2 separate regions of the Anas platyrhynchos genome follow, and region 2 is linked to region 1. The links are chromatin contacts, called in public Hi-C maps. All regions are on one chromosome and are shown on one strand. Each heading gives the region's core, a stretch centred on a gene start, on an enhancer-like site or on the middle of the called end of the contact. The rest is flanking DNA. Distances are from core to core; before and after follow the strand shown.

Region 1 (7,501 bases), core at 1,424-3,923:
CTGGCTGCAGCAGCGCCATGAGCTGCTGGGAGGTAAAGTGGCTCAGTGTGCGGGAGCAAGGGTTCGGGTCAGCCCCTGCCAGCGCCTCAGGGGCTTCTGCGAGGCTCCTCACACAACCCATGCTCCAGAGGAGTCCATTAGGGTTTGATGGAGTACAGAGCGCAAGGACAGGCCAGGACTATGTAAAAATAACTGTACTGGGTCAGATCAAGAGTCTGTTTTAGCCTTCCTCTTACCGCCAAAATCAGTCAATACTCAGGGGAAAGTGCAGGGGGATGACAGAGCAGTACTTCACTGGGCATTGTCCAGCGACACACAGTTCAGGTCTGCCTTTGGCTTTAGTAAACCTCCAGGGACTTTTCCTCCATAAATTTGTCAAATTGCTTTTTTGACCCCGTTTATACTTTTGACCTCCACAGCATCATGTGCCAATGAGCCCACAGCTTCGTGCACGCGCGATTTGAAGAAGTACTTCTTTAAACCTCCCGGCTTGTCGTTTTCATTTGCAGTCCCCTAGTCTGTTCCCCATTTTCGGGCCGTTCTGGCGTATGCCAGCTCCAATTTTGGAAAGCAGTTTATAACTGCTCGGCTGGATGCGTGCATGGACCAGGACCCTTATCTGTGTCTATTCTGAGACAAGTTTAGCATCTGCCTGCACCAGAACTGGGGAGTGAGAATGCTACAGATGCTGCTCCTGTGCTGAAGAGGGACTTGGGTCGGGCTCAGAAGCCCTGGACATTTATTGCCGTTCCCTGGGCCCAGCAGTAGTGTCCCAGCTGGAACATGCCCCACACAGGGTGGCTAATGAGCATGGCATGCATTCATTCACTTTTTCAGTAACCTCCTTTAATAATTTACTTTCATTTATTCATTTACCTATCTTTATTCATTTCCATTTATCAAAGTTCTTGCAGGGCTCTGGCAGAAGGTGCAAGGCTCTGATTTTTCATTCCTCCAGTCGGTGTGAATTCATGCCCACACAAATTCCCACTTTGGCCTGGAGGGCTCTGACTTTTAGCCACGAGGTGGGGCGAGCAGCTAAATTCCTGCTCTGAGCATGTGCGCGCTGAATGCAAAGCAGACCACCACGGAGTCAGGTTTTGACAAGCTAAATCACTGGAAAAAATTCCTTCTCGGCTTCGGCGTTCGCTGCTCGATGCGTGGAAATGCGCGACCTCAAACCCCAAGTTTCCAAAACATACGCACGCGTGGGGCGAGCGAATATGCACATTTCAGCACAAGAGGGAGCAGGGAGGAAGCCGAGAAAAAGAAAAAAACAAAAACGGCTCAGAGCAACTCAGTAGTGAAATAGTTATCTCGGCCGGCTTTCTCGGTAACTCTTGGAAAGTCCCCGAAATGACGTTTCTAACCTAACAATTAAAATGGGTTTAATTATAGAGAGGCTCGGAGCCCTGGGAACAAGCACCATCTACAGAATCAGTAAACAACTGCAGAAAATAATAGACTGGTCTCTCCCCTGGTTACTCCTCGCTTCTGGCCAAGGCGAAAGAAAAGAAACTAGAAAGAGAAGGAAATTCGAGGAACCTGATTGCTCTCCCTAAGTAAATAATAAAAAAAAAAAAAAGGAAAGAAAGAAAGAAAGAAAGGACTCTGGCATAGCCAGAGCCCGTGGGCGTTCCTCTCCTTGGTTGTTTTGGCCGTTCTCGAAGAGCGAAGGAGGGGAAAAAGCTCAGCCGCCAGTTCAAAGTCCGGCTCCCGAGACTCTAAAGCAAACAGCGGAGGAAGCGGATGAGTTGCTTCAAGTCCTCAAGGCGCTGGCCGCTGGGTCCCTGCGGGGGCCGGGAGGGACCCACGGCAGGGGGACCCCGGCAAGGGGCCCCTCGCCCCCCCAGCCCCTCGGCCGCCTCGGAGGGCAGCCGCCGTGGCGCTGAGGCAGCCTGCTATCAGGAAGCCTTGAGACGTTTGGCTTTTTTTACACCGAAACTACCCCCGTCCTCCTCCCCCCCCCTCACCCCCCCGCCATATCAATATCGGTATGAATCACACTGTGCCGACTGAAATCTGGAACAGATTACTTGCTCAGAGACACAGTCTTTTTTTTTTTTCAGTTTTACAACTCAAAGAGGGGACTGGCAGGAGAGAGCATACGGGGAGAAGAGAGGCAGAGCGCACCGAGCACCCTTCTAAAACCGCCTTTTAGCAACTTCGGGAAGGCGGCTGCGAGCTCGCTCCCCGCGCAGAGCCCGGCACAAAGCGAGCCCGGGGCTGCCGGGGGCCCCCAGCTGCAGGGGCGGGCGCCGCGGGACTTGCGCGGCTTTTGCGCGGGGCCGCGCGTTGCACTTGCACGCGCACACACACACACACACACACACACACACACACACGCGGGCACGCGCACACACGCGCGCAGCAGCCGCGCACAGCCGCGTCCGGGGCGGGGAGGGGAGCGCTGCCCGCAGGGGCTGTTCTGGAAGGGACGCGCTCTTTTTTTTTTTTTCCTTTTCTTTTTTTTTTTTTTTTCCCCTCCCTTCCCCCTCCCATCTTCTTCACCCCCCCGCTCCCTCCCCCGAGAAGTTTTTTTTTTTTTTTTCTGGGCCTGCCCGCCCGGGTGATTCAGACGCGGTGTCAATCACCCTGCCCTCCTCCTCCTCCTCCCCTTCCTCCCGCCGCCGGCTCCTCCTCCCGGGGTAAGTCGGAAAACTTTATAAGTTGAGCTTTTTGCCCGAGCCCGCTGGAAGCGGCGAGCGGGCGCGGCGGGCTGGTGGCGGCAGCGGAGGCAGCGCTAGCAGCAGCGGGGGGAGGCAGCGCTGGAGGCTGCGAGCTGGAGGCTGCGCCTTACCCACACCGCGACTCCTTCCACTTGCCTGCCGCCGCCCCTGCCGCTTCCCCCCTCGCTCGCCGAAGATGTCCACAGCCCTGGTGTCGCCCACCATCTTCGACCTGAGCGAAGTTTTATGCAAGGTAAACGCGCCGGCTGGCCGCGCTCCGGGTTGGCGCCTGCAGGGGCTCTCTGCGCTTTTTTTTTTTTTTTTTTGCTTTACTTTTTATCCTTTTTTTTTTTTTTTTTTTTTTTTTTGCGTTTTCCTCCTTACTTTCCCCGGCCGGGCGGGGCTCAGCCCGGGCCCCTCTCCCTGCTCCCCGCTTCGGGGCCGGGCAGGGCAGGGCCGGGGCCGGGCGGGGGCCGAGCTGCTGCCGCCGCCCGCTGCAGCGTGCCCGGGCGGGGAGCAGCGAGCAGGGCTGGGAGCAGCCCGAGCCCTCGGCGCCTTCCCCCCGGGGGGCTCCTCCCGCAGCAGCCGCCCCCACGGTGGTCGTAGGGGCGGCTCGGGGTTTGCTTTGCTCTTAGCAGGCGGGCGGGACGTGCAGGGGGCTGTGCTGTGCTGTGCTGTGCCGTGCTGTGCCGCCGAGGCTGAGCCCTCCGAGGGCTCCCGGCGTCGCCTCCCGTCCGGGGAGAGTTGCGTTGAGGCGGTGGCAGTGACCGGTGCTTGCTTTCTGCCCGCAGAGCAACAAGATGCTGAATTACAGCCCCTCGGGTGTCAGCGGGTGCCTGCTGGACAGGAAGGCGGTGGGCACCCCGGCCGGCGGGGGTTTCCCTAGGAGGCACTCTGTCACCCTGCCCAACTCCAAGTTCCACCAGAACCAGCTCCTCAGCAGCCTGAAAGGGGAGCCCGCGCCCATGCTGGGCCCCCGGGAAAGCCGCTTTCGGGACCGCTCCTTCTCCGAGGGCGGCGAGCGCCTGCTGCAGCAGAAGCAGCCCGGGGGCCAGGTCAACTCCAGCCGCTACAAGACGGAGCTGTGCCGCCCCTTCGAGGAGAACGGCGCCTGCAAGTACGGCGACAAGTGCCAGTTCGCCCACGGCATCCACGAGCTGCGCAGCCTCACCCGCCACCCCAAGTACAAGACCGAGCTCTGCCGCACCTTCCACACCATCGGCTTCTGCCCCTACGGGCCGCGCTGCCACTTCATCCACAACGCCGAGGAGCGCCGTGCCGTGGCGGGCGGCCGGGAGCCCGCCGTCACTGACAGACCCCGCCTTCAGCACAGCTTCAGCTTCGCAGGCTTCCCCAGCACTGCTGCCAGCGGGCTGCTGGACAGCCCCACTTCCATCACCCCGCCGCCCATGCTGAGCGCCGACGACCTGCTGGGCTCCCCCACCCTGCCTGACTGCGCCAGCAACCCCTTCACCTTCTCCAGCCAGGAGCTGGTCAGTCTCTTCGCCCCCAGCATGGGGGTGCAGGTGCCCAGCGGGAGCTCCCCCACCACGTTCTTGTTCAGGCCCATGTCCGAGTCCCCCAACTTGTTTGACTCGCCGCCCAGTCCTCAGGACTCCCTCTCTGACCAGGAGGGCTATCTGAGCAGCTCCAGCAGCAGCCACAGCGGCTCAGATTCCCCTATCCTGGACACCTCAAGACGTCTTCCCATCTTCAGCAGACTCTCCATCTCCGACGACTAATCTGGGGTTTCCTCTTGCTCCCCCCCACCTCTATTACGATGTTAAGCTGAACTCCCCCGGCCCCGTAGTCGGAGCTGGATGTTAACGTGTCCACCTGCCTGTCGTAGACCCACTGGCTTAAACCTTAAGTGCCAAATTTACGATGAAAAGCAATAACGTTTACAAAAATTAGTGCCTTTTAATGCTTTCACTGTGACTGTATTACCTCTCCAGCTGCAGAGGGCACCAGCAGCTCTGTGCACTTCCAGATGTGCAGGAAATGTCCGGATCCAGCTCCCTCCACTGGCTGCATACTGCATCGCCCTCTCCCAGTCCCTTCCCGACTGGCCAGCTCCCGCTAGGCTGCAGGCACGTGGGCAGGCGTTAACATCCAGCGCGCTCTCCCCCCTTACAGACTCATCTTGCCTGGATCCACTCAGGTCTGCGGGAAGACAAGCTGAGAACGGACAAAGATTGTAACACGAGTGGGACTTCGACTGGGAGGAAAACGAGCAAATGAAAAAAAAAAAAAACAAAATGAAAAAAAAAAGAGATGGGACTATGAGAGACTCGATTTTGGTGCTAAAAGTTTCCCCGTGTATTCATGTGACATCTTAAAAACAAATAAAGAAATAGAGGGGGTGGGGCTGACGGAAGTCATTCCACACACACAAGTTTGTGTAAACAAAGTTCCAGTAGACATAGCTTTAATGGTTTTTGCTCTAGAGTACTTTAGACCTATCTTAGAGCACTCACGCCAAGCTTTTTATTATTTTTTTTTCTGGGTTTTTAATTTTGTATAACTTCAGAAATTGGAGAGCAAATTTTGCTTGTCACTGCACAACAATATAAAAAAGCTTATTTAACTTATCAAAACGTATTTATTGCCGAAACCTATGCTTTTTTGTTAATTTTGTTCATATTTATCGGGATGATGAATCCATAGAATATATTCTTTTATGTTTAAATTATGATCTTCCATATTAATCTTAAGATTGTGAAGTGTCTTTTCCTTTTTTTTTCCCCACAGTTTAATATATTATACTACAATGACATTTTTTTGTAACTTTACACTTTTTTTGGTTATTTTATTTTAAAAAATGAAAAATTAATTTAAAAAAAATGCAAAAACTGTGTTTGGATTATTTATTTTAGAATTCCCTTCCTCCCCCCCTTTTTTTTTTTTGTGTTGGACTGCAAATTGAGTTCATGTGCTTCTTTGCCTTTCCTCTTCTCTTCCCCTCCCCTGGGTCTTGCCTGTGTGGGCTTTAGAATGTACATACCTGAGCTCTGTTGCGAGACAGCGTGGGAGGAAGACCTTTTTCTTCCTCTTTCTGTATAGTTTCTTCAAGGAGAAAAGCCTTGGGCTCAAAGTGCCTATCTGAAGACATTCCAAATACAGTTTGTCTTTGCGTTTTCTGTATTCCAAGTTTGGAGTTTTCCTTGCCGAGGTGAACGGGACTGGCACAAAGAGAATAATGAATGTAATTTTTTTCCCCTGTTACTGTTCACTACATTGCTTTTTCTTCCTCTTTGTGTGAGTTTATTTAAAAGAGAATCTCTTTTGTAACGACTGTTTGCAGTTTAAATCAATAAACCCCAAGTTTTTTCAAGAAACTGACAAGTGAAGCTGGTTTTACTTGCAAAAATCGAGGCGATGGTTTTAGAGAACCACTCAAATGCAGCTACTTCTCTCCTTTTCACCCCTGCGATGCCCACCACGTGCTCAGGCACCCTTTGCACCTCACTGATGGAGCTGGTCGGCCCCATCAAGCACATGGGTGTGCAGGTCAATGTCAGTGAGCACCTGGTGTGGCTTGTCCCATGGCCTCTAACCCTCTCTGTCTCTTAGGGAGTCCTCCCCCCATCCTGAGTTGCTCAGTCAGTTCCGCAAACTTCTTTTTGGTTGGTGTGGCTCAAACTTTGGACTGGCTTTTGTTCCTGCTGTGAGGAGCAGCCCCTTTCCCCTGGAGGACAGCCTGTGCTGTCCTGTGAGAGGTTCTAGGGCGATGCTGAACTGTGAGTTTACCAAACATCAGGCCCAGCTTGTTAGTGGTGTTGGGCCTTTGTGGCAGAGTGGCTGTCTGGCATTTTGCAAGGGGGAAGGATGTGGGCCCCCAGCAAAGTCTCAGTGTGTGTACGAGTGATCATGCAGTGGCACTCAGGGCCCCATAGCTGCTGGAACATCCGTCACCAATCCCAGAAACATCCCAGAAAACAATCCCTGTAACCTGTGTTTTTATTTAGGGACACTTCTTTGCCAGTGCTGCTCACGGTGCCCTTCTTGTTTTCTTCACCTTTGAGCTTTCCTCTGGAGAAAGCTTGGTGCTCTTCATCTGAAGCTGTTCCAGCTCTCTTCCAAATCAGGGGTGGAATATTGCTGCCGAACCACGGCTTGCTCAGTTGTCTTGACATGCCTCAACGTTAAGGAGAGACGTTTCCTAATTCAAGTTGGAAAAGTTCCTGCAAAACAAAAGCTGCAGGATACCTCAAGGCTTACACCGACATACCTTCCCTGCTGCTGGCTTTGTGCAACGCTCTTTCTTGTGTGGTCTGGCAATAAAGGCGAGTTAGGTGGAGGAAAGATGGTGGAAGAAGAGCGTGGCTGGTAGGAGCTGGTTCCCATGAGCAGTACAAAAGCTGCACGGGGAGTTTTCTTGGCAGATGCTGATGTAACTAGCGCACAGCATGCAAGAGAAGAGCCTTGGGCACAGCCCCGGTGCTGCTCAGCGGTCTCCATATACCTCCTGCGAGTGAAAGCAGCCAGGCCCCACGTGAGAGATGTGCCCCTGCCTGGAAGACCCGTGCCCAGCTGCAGCAAGTGCCCAGGCCTGCCTCCTTCCCAGCTGCTGGGAGCAGAGCCGTCGGCCCCTGACGAGCCAGGCATATCTGATCTGGAGAGGATCCCACGCCTGTCATGGGTGTGCATGTGGGGCTTGAAACTGTTCGCTTCCTCTTTGGACTTTCTGTGCAGCTCTTCAAACAAATAGTCTTTGCCCAGTTAATAATTTATGAAGAAAATAGCTGTATTAGTCGCAGGGTGCTATTGGTAAGACAAGCAACTGGGAAGCTGTGCTGAAAGTAGGTCTTTGCTCATGGTACTCATATACT
Region 2 (7,501 bases), core at 1,993-4,492, 71 kb after region 1:
CCTCTACAACAGGCCTATCCATAGGCTGAGGGGTGCAGAAGCCCTAAATCGCAGCTGCAAAGCCTGCACCATCCCTAGCACAACAGCCCTGCATCAACATGTCCTCTGACAACATGCAACTTGATGCTAAAATTTTCTTACCAGCCATGCTTGTTTCAGAAGGGAGATTTTTGAATTGTTCCACAGAAGCTTCATTCAATTAATTGGAAAAAAAAAAAAAAAAAAAAACTATTTTCCCTGTACCTTCCCTTTGCATTCTCATTCCACTGTCTTAAATAAGAATTGGAGCAGGACTATACAGCGATTTTTGTGCCTGGAGCTCCAAGTGCATTATCCCTATATTAAATTAGAGCAATGCCAGTATATGGATGTGAAGGAATTGCCCAAATTCATTCAGCAGTTCAGTAGAAAGGCTGACAAGTTCAGTTGTCGATGTACTAAGCAACTGCCCTTTTTGCTGTTTAATGTAGCTTAATAAGCAATTATTTTCTAGGTCCCCTCCATGCACATCACAGAAGTACCACACTGCAACGAGCAACAACTGCTGGCAATTTTACCAAATATGATCAGTTCACTGAAGACAGGAGAGAGTAATTTAATACACACAGCCAGGGACTGAAGCTCTGTATACGATGAGCTGATTCCTTCTCTGTTGCTATCTATGTGCTTATGGGCACGTAACTATTTCTTTATGACTCAGCTTCCCATCTATACAAGAGAGAAGTTCTTTGCATCCAGCAGGTGAATCAAGAAGTCATACACTTCTGAGGCTATTCTGGGTTAGTCATTCATCTTAGGACTTTACTGGCACACGTATACAGAGCTAATTGTACTAATCTACATCAGGCCTGCGTGGAGAGAACAAGTACATCAAAAGTTCAGAGGTTTGGAGATACCCAGATACTATAGAGCCATACATATCCTAAGATAAACAGGCAGGTAAATAAATAACTATTGGTTGCTACCCAAATACTGGTCAGGTATAATTAATTCTATAGGTAGCTATTTATTACAGAGTCTGATATATCAGATGCTAGTGTGATTTATACATACCTATAACCATAGTATAGGAAATATAACATACAGTGGTACTCATAAAAGGAAATGTTCAAAGTTTATGTTGCTCTTGTAAACTAATTATTTCCACTCATTCATACTTACCAGTATATAATTTCTAAATTGCGAGGATACCAATAATCACTGAAAATGGACTTATAAGCCCACATCGCAGCAGAGACCGTTTTAGGGACAAAACTATGTCTGTCGCACAGAATGTTAGATGATGTGGGGATCCAGTAGTCTGGGATATGTAGCAGTGAAAGTCATCTGGTGTAAGAGCAGCAGACCACCCCCACGGCTTGGTGTTAGCTCTGACCACAAACCAGGGAGTGTACACTTGTGTGCCCGTTGAGGAGCACAGCTCGCCCTGCCTGCCATTTGGAAAGACAAAGGATGAACTTTAGAGACATAATTTGGAGCAGAACTTTTCATATTTGGATCATGACTCACAAGAGTCTTACTTTTCCATTCAGTGTAAATAAGCACATATGATTATTTTGAATTGCTTTACAAAATATATGCAAACAGCATTTCAAAATCTCTCTTAAACCAAATTGTATAAGTCTCACATTTGTTTGTGTTTGCACCCTTTAACTAGCGTTAGGAAGCTGTGATTTACATTGCTGGGTAAATCACATCTGCTCATAAGCTGTGGTTTTAAAAACGTTGCACATCTGTGGTATCAAATGTGTGCAAATTAGAGAATTACATGACATTACTAGTCACTTACATGCAAATGTAAGCTTCATTTTTTGTGCAGTATTTGAAGTCATGTTATTATGTACCATAAACTGCAATCACCTACTGTCTACTTATACAGCAATACAAAAAGGAATTTATTCCTTTGTAATCATTTTCATACAGCCATATAGTCAGGTACCCCAATCAGGAATGTAGGCTACAAACTGTCAGCTGCCCTGATGCTTGCTTATGGTCATTCTTTATAGGTGGCCTGGTCACCACACTCATTACTTTTGAGTAAATAAAATGTGGAATTTGGTATTCTGGAGTTGTGTTTGTTGGTAAAAGAGGTATTTTCTTTGCAGCAATCTGGAAAAACGGTATTTTTTCAGCTTTGCTTCCTTCATGTATCTGTGGCTTCTTTTTGAAGCTGGTACCAGGTTGACCAGAGACAGCATCTTTTATTCCAAGATCTAGAGATGGGGAAGTGGTATAGTCAGTCTGTGACGTGCTCTATTCCAACACTGCAAAAGGGGGTGTTCCCTATGACACGTCTGCTCTATTCTTCTGCCTTGAGTGTCTCAAGAGAGAGAGCGTCAGCAAGATTTTCCTTCTTCTATTTCACAACCTTGTTCCTATTTTCACATCTTATAAAAAATAACATATATATATACATTTATGCATTTAAATACATTCATAAGAATGTTCTGCTTTAAATTACAAGTCTACATCTTTTCAATCCTCACTCGATTTTCCTTCAGACAGTGGACAAAGCTTTCATCAGAAGACTCAATGTTACTTATAAGCATTATTAATGAAGCTTGACAAAACAATTATGCAGAAGCTATTACCATCTTTACCTTTCATATGGCCAAAATAAATTGCAGATAAATTATTACATGACTCAATCAAAGTTGTACAATGAATTAATGGGAGCAGCTGGATGTGGAGACTAGCAACTTTGACACTCACACTCATGCTGAAATTATGTGCCCTGAAAACACCAGGACTGCCTCAGACCCACTCTACGCTACATGCATTTCTCTCATATGACTGAAGTGTTTTTAGGCTATGAAAATTAAAGAAAAGGAAAAATAATGTAAATCAATGTCTCTTTCTACATTGTTTTCCCTTCTGAGGCTAAAAGATTTTTTTTCTTTTTCTTGTTTTAATTTTTTTCTTACAGTAGATATTGGCAGGCTGAAAGTTGAAATAAAATAGGAAAAAATAATAAGCATATTTTGAGTGATTACTCAACTGGGGTCCTTTGTGACAGGAAATGCAGCTGCGTGACTAATGGGCCTGACTTTCTCTTGGCTTCCTTCCCCCTTCAAAGATCTTGTTTACTGCCCCAGCCAATTTTTTTTTTTTTTTTAAATTGCTAGAAGCTAGCAATTTTCCAGGAAAAAAAGATCTTTGCAAGAGGCAAAGGCAGTAAATCTTACAAAGATCAAGGGCTGCAGAGCTCTCCCCCATCTACTCCTTTTAGCCTTCCAGGCTCTCGAGTCACGTCATATCTTCCCTTGCTCCACTCCGAACATGTGTCTAGCAGATCTTTCTGCTTTGGTGAGGGGAGGGAGTATGTGAATCACATTTACAGCATCTAGCCCTGGAATTCATAAAGGAAGGGCTAATTCCATTAAGGAAACCAGGGGCCTCCTAAGCCTCTTGCATTTTCTCTTTTTATTATTTTTTTCTCACTCGCTCTCTTCTAACAACAGTTGTGTGCTCATGCTCCTTGATGACATGGCTGTAAGTGTGAGCTGTTGAGATTTGACACAGCATAGTTCCCTTGCAAGGGGCCACAGAGCTTCAAATGTTTGCATTTGGCCTGCTTTATAGCTCTGCTTCGCTGAGCCTCCCTGGTAACCAAAGCTGGGCTGGGAGCTGAACCTCCCCTGAACTTGATGGGAAGAGGAACCACGCGCTCAGTTTCAGGGCAGGCCCTTCCCCCTGTCGCTCAGTGCAACAAACCCAAGTGCCCTCTCAGTAACTGGGGGCATTGGCGTATGCCTGGGTAGGGAACCCAAGCAAGCAGGGTCTGTGTAGTTCTTTGGAGGGTGTCACCAGGAGATGCACACCCTGAAGGGCTGCGGTACTGAGCCCTGTGGAGAAGGGCTGGGGGCTCAGGGAGGTGTCTGAGGTATGAAGGGGCACAGGGGGCTCAGGGTCTGAGGTATAAAGGGGCACAGGGAGGTATCTGAGGTATGAAGGGGCACAGGGAGGTGTTTGAGGTATGAAGGGGCACAGGGGGGTCAGGGTCTGAAGTATGAAGGGCTCCCAGTGCCCGGTAAGGCAGTGACATTTCTTGGCCCTCAGGTGCTTACTGGTGCATGAGCCTGCGTTGCCAGCAGCAGCGTGAGCACCAGCTGTGCCTCAGTGGAAACTGGTAAAACCCTGGACTAACAGCGTTAAGTTCATTCCTGCGAGGAGGTTGGAAAGTCAGCAGCTAGGTAAGCAACAGACTCAGAAATAATGTAAGAGAAGAGGGAACCAGTCTTTTGCTTTCTCAAGAGGCCTTTCTCTTTGGAGAGCTGGGGGATCAAGTCATTGAAAAACAGTTTGAGGGCTGCTCCACAACCTACAGCCCTGGCATGGTTCCCTGTGCCCTGAAGCAGAGGCTAAAAAAGGAGGTGAATATATTCATTACCACAAACTGCATAGCGAAACCATCAGAATGGGTATACTAAAAAAAGAGATGAAACCTTTGCTTATGAATAGACCTAAAAGAATTGAATACATGTGTACAGAGGGATCATTTTCCACTACCTACAAGAGGAAAAACCTCTGGGGAAGTGGCTGATGCCAAATATTTTCTTATGCTTCATGTGTCAGCAGGGTCTGGCAGAAACCCTTAAAAAACAGAGCACGCATTTTGTGCAAGTTGAGAATCACAATTTCTGGTGATTTGGATTGCTTCACCAAACTTGAGACATTTCTCCAAAAATACAGCAGATGTTTGATAGTGGACCAAGTTTTCAGCATTTACACAGATCAGATGATGTTAAGATCAGCAAGAAAAAAAAAAGAAGAAGAAGAAAAAAAAAAAAGAAAAGAAAACAGAAAAATAACAGAATAACAGTAAAAGGCTTCAGAGCTGCCCTGAGAAGAAACTAAGCTGGGTTAGACAGCCAAAAATGCTAATTTTTTGCAACAGATATAAAACGCTGGTGAGAGACATGTCATGGCAATGTATGCAGCAAGGTTACAGAGGAGCTGGGTTGCATGCAGCAGCAGAGGGCACAAGGACTTGCTGGAATGGAAGCCCCAGGAGATGTGTGTGTGACCTGGCTGTGTGACCTGACAACCCCAGGGCACTGCTGTACAAAGACATCCAGTAGACTTTGACTACAAATCTTAACAATTCCAGAAACTGGAAAAGGATGCAGCCCCGAGGTATCTTAGCAGCACACGTGAGACAGAGCTGTCCCCAGAAGAGAACTGGGCTAATCCTCTTGCAGCTATATGCTCAGATCTGCAGGTCAGTAATTTCTGTGCAATGAACAGTAAAAAAGCTGAGTGTCAGGGCGTTCAAACAGAGAAGAAGGATTTGGCATTTGTCCATAAACGTAAAAGGTTTCCTGTCTTTTTTTTTTTTTTTTTTTTTTTTTTTTTTTAAGAGAATCCTGTGTTAGAAAACTGACCATAAGCCACTTGCTGCAATTGCCAAAATGGCCTGGCAACCCCCCTCTCCTCATGAACACAAAGGTTTTTTTCCAGTTACAAATTTATGATTTGCAGATTATGAGGGATTTGGCAGGTTCAGACTTAATCCCTAGAGCATTTGATGAAAATGCAATGATGCAAAGTCCAGAGCTAGATTTTGTAGGTGATGATTTGCTTAAAAATTTTGCTTATGGTGGGGATGAGATCCAGCAGAAAGTACATGAGACCATCACAGAATATTCTCAGCCTTGTTCCTGACTTCAGATAAAAGTATGAATAAATGTATGAGAAACTGTATACCCTCTCTTGATTGTTTCTACTTTCCTGAGGTAGCCTTACTATAAGGTCCTAGAAGTAAGAAGATGGCCGGGTGTATCAAGTTTATTGTTACTACACATACTGTGCCTGCTAAGGTAAACAAGCTCTAACAAGGTAGTAGGAATAACTAAATGCAAGGCATCCTCAGTATAGTACAGATTTGGCTCTACCACTCTAGTTCCCATTATTCCTAATCAAATGAGATGGTAGGAAAAAGTATCAAAAGAAGTTGGTAACCACTGAGCAAAAGTGTGGAATTATGCTGTGATCTGGTTTAGGTCTGATAAACTGAGGTAGAACACATGAAGGAAATATGCAAACTACTGACATTTTGCTTGACAGAAAAATTAAACTCTTTTCATTCCTGCAGTCTTTCAACTCCTTGCCATCTCCACGGGTTCCCCTTCAGTCATGGGGGTGTGGAAGAATCGTAAAGAAACAGAGTCCAGGACACAGCAAACACGTAACAAAATGCCACTCCAACAACTGTAGCAGCGATTTTCCAGCTCTGGAGATGCAAGCAATGCTGCCAGGTCCTCAGGATTCACCAAGCAACGTTTATGTGATTGGTTGTAACTGTTTGCAGTTGCATATTAACATACCTTTTCTGAATTTTGATTTGGAAAACTCAGTGATTTTAGAACCTCTGGCATTAATAACTGCCCTTTCCAGTCTGTGAATCTGAATCAGGTGCTGCAAAGCCTCCATTTTATTATGAACAGCCGGATGAAACCAGATGCATAATAAAGCAAATCTTTCACAAGCAGCTTAAGCACTGGATGCACAATGAGGACAACTGCATTTCAGCACAGAGGTGGCTACATTTGAGCCACGGGGAAGTAATTCATTTATACACAAACTTCTCAAGCACTTTGGGATGAAAATACTGTATGGAATCAGTTTAATACACTCATGTGACAGACTCCCATTTCATATTGTTTTCCTATTTTTGCTATGCCAATCATACTGCAATCCTATGCCCTCATTCTGATCGTGCTGGAATAGGAGGCAGATACTTTCAAAAAAGCCAGCAGAATTAAAAACTTGCAGTGGGAATTGTTCCTGTGCGTGCAGCTTGCTCATGCTCAGAAACTATTCATGTTGCATTTCTCTCTCCCCACTTAATAAGGGGCTGCTTGCATTTTGGCCGCATTAGCATGGTTTTGAATTCTGGGTGTACTTTTAAGTAGCACGTCCTAGGCACTGTGTTCTGGTGCATGACAGTCTCCTCGTCTCCTTCGGACTCCTGCCTGCCTTCACCTTCTACTCTGATGCTCTCCTGCCTCTGGAACATCTCACTTCATCAGCACAACCAACCAACCCATACATCAACAGTTTCAAATTCTTCAAATTGAGAAGCCTCAAATCAGGAACAATTTGATAACTTGCTCTCCCCTTTTGTTGAACCCTGTACAAAGGACTAAAATGACTGTGTTGCCTAGTAGGTAAAAAAGGAGACCGGAAGCCCTGGACCACCTTTGGCCATGGACAATACTACTGAAACTAGACATCACATGATGTCTAAATCAGGCGTGTGTTGACTGCACAAGGCAGCTTCACCCAAAATCTAATGCCACTGTGTTACGCAATGGCTGCACAGCCTCTTGTGCCTTTGTTTCTTCATCTGTAACACGCAGACAGTAGCACTCAGCCATCCAAAGGGGTGAACTGAGAGTTCATTGGCATTTTGGAAGACTTTTGATATTCCTGGATGAACAGTGCAGTATGAACAGAAAATAGCTGTCATTGTTTCTTCCTTTTTTAGTGACATCCCTCT

The links. A called contact is a pair of places that touch in the nucleus more often than the background predicts.
Region 2: a Hi-C map of subcutaneous adipose tissue shows a contact between it and region 1, with 2.0 times the contacts expected there. The contact joins the enhancer-like site here to the promoter of ZFP36L1 in region 1. A contact is called at or near these places in 2 of 8 Hi-C or Micro-C datasets (skeletal muscle and subcutaneous adipose tissue).

The regions. Positions count from the first base shown.
Region 1 is chr5:37,402,061-37,409,561 of IASCAAS_PekinDuck_T2T, forward strand. It overlaps ZFP36L1 (ZFP36 ring finger protein like 1), which reads left to right and starts at 2,674. Exons shown (of 2, transcript XM_038179267.2): 1 at 2,674-2,922; 2 at 3,461-6,007. The coding sequence starts at 2,866. The coding sequence ends at 4,411. It overlaps LOC119717004 (a long non-coding RNA gene), which reads right to left and starts at 2,316. Exons shown (of 3, transcript XR_011809715.1): 1 at 1-2,316. RAD51B (RAD51 paralog B) reads right to left here. Exons shown (of 14, transcript XM_072038849.1): 14 at 5,154-7,501.
Region 2 is chr5:37,472,754-37,480,254 of IASCAAS_PekinDuck_T2T, forward strand. The region is part of intron 11 of RAD51B (RAD51 paralog B); the gene reads right to left. LOC106017967 (a long non-coding RNA gene) reads left to right here. Exons shown (of 4, transcript XR_011809713.1): 3 at 1-5,221; 4 at 6,095-7,501. Among named protein-coding and RNA genes, the nearest start is that of ZFP36L1, 72 kb to the left of the region's middle. Within about 2 kb of position 3,243, at least 3 of the 8 cell types and tissues checked have an H3K27ac peak or open chromatin away from gene starts, as enhancers often do. A contact at or near this core is called in subcutaneous adipose tissue, where this site is marked.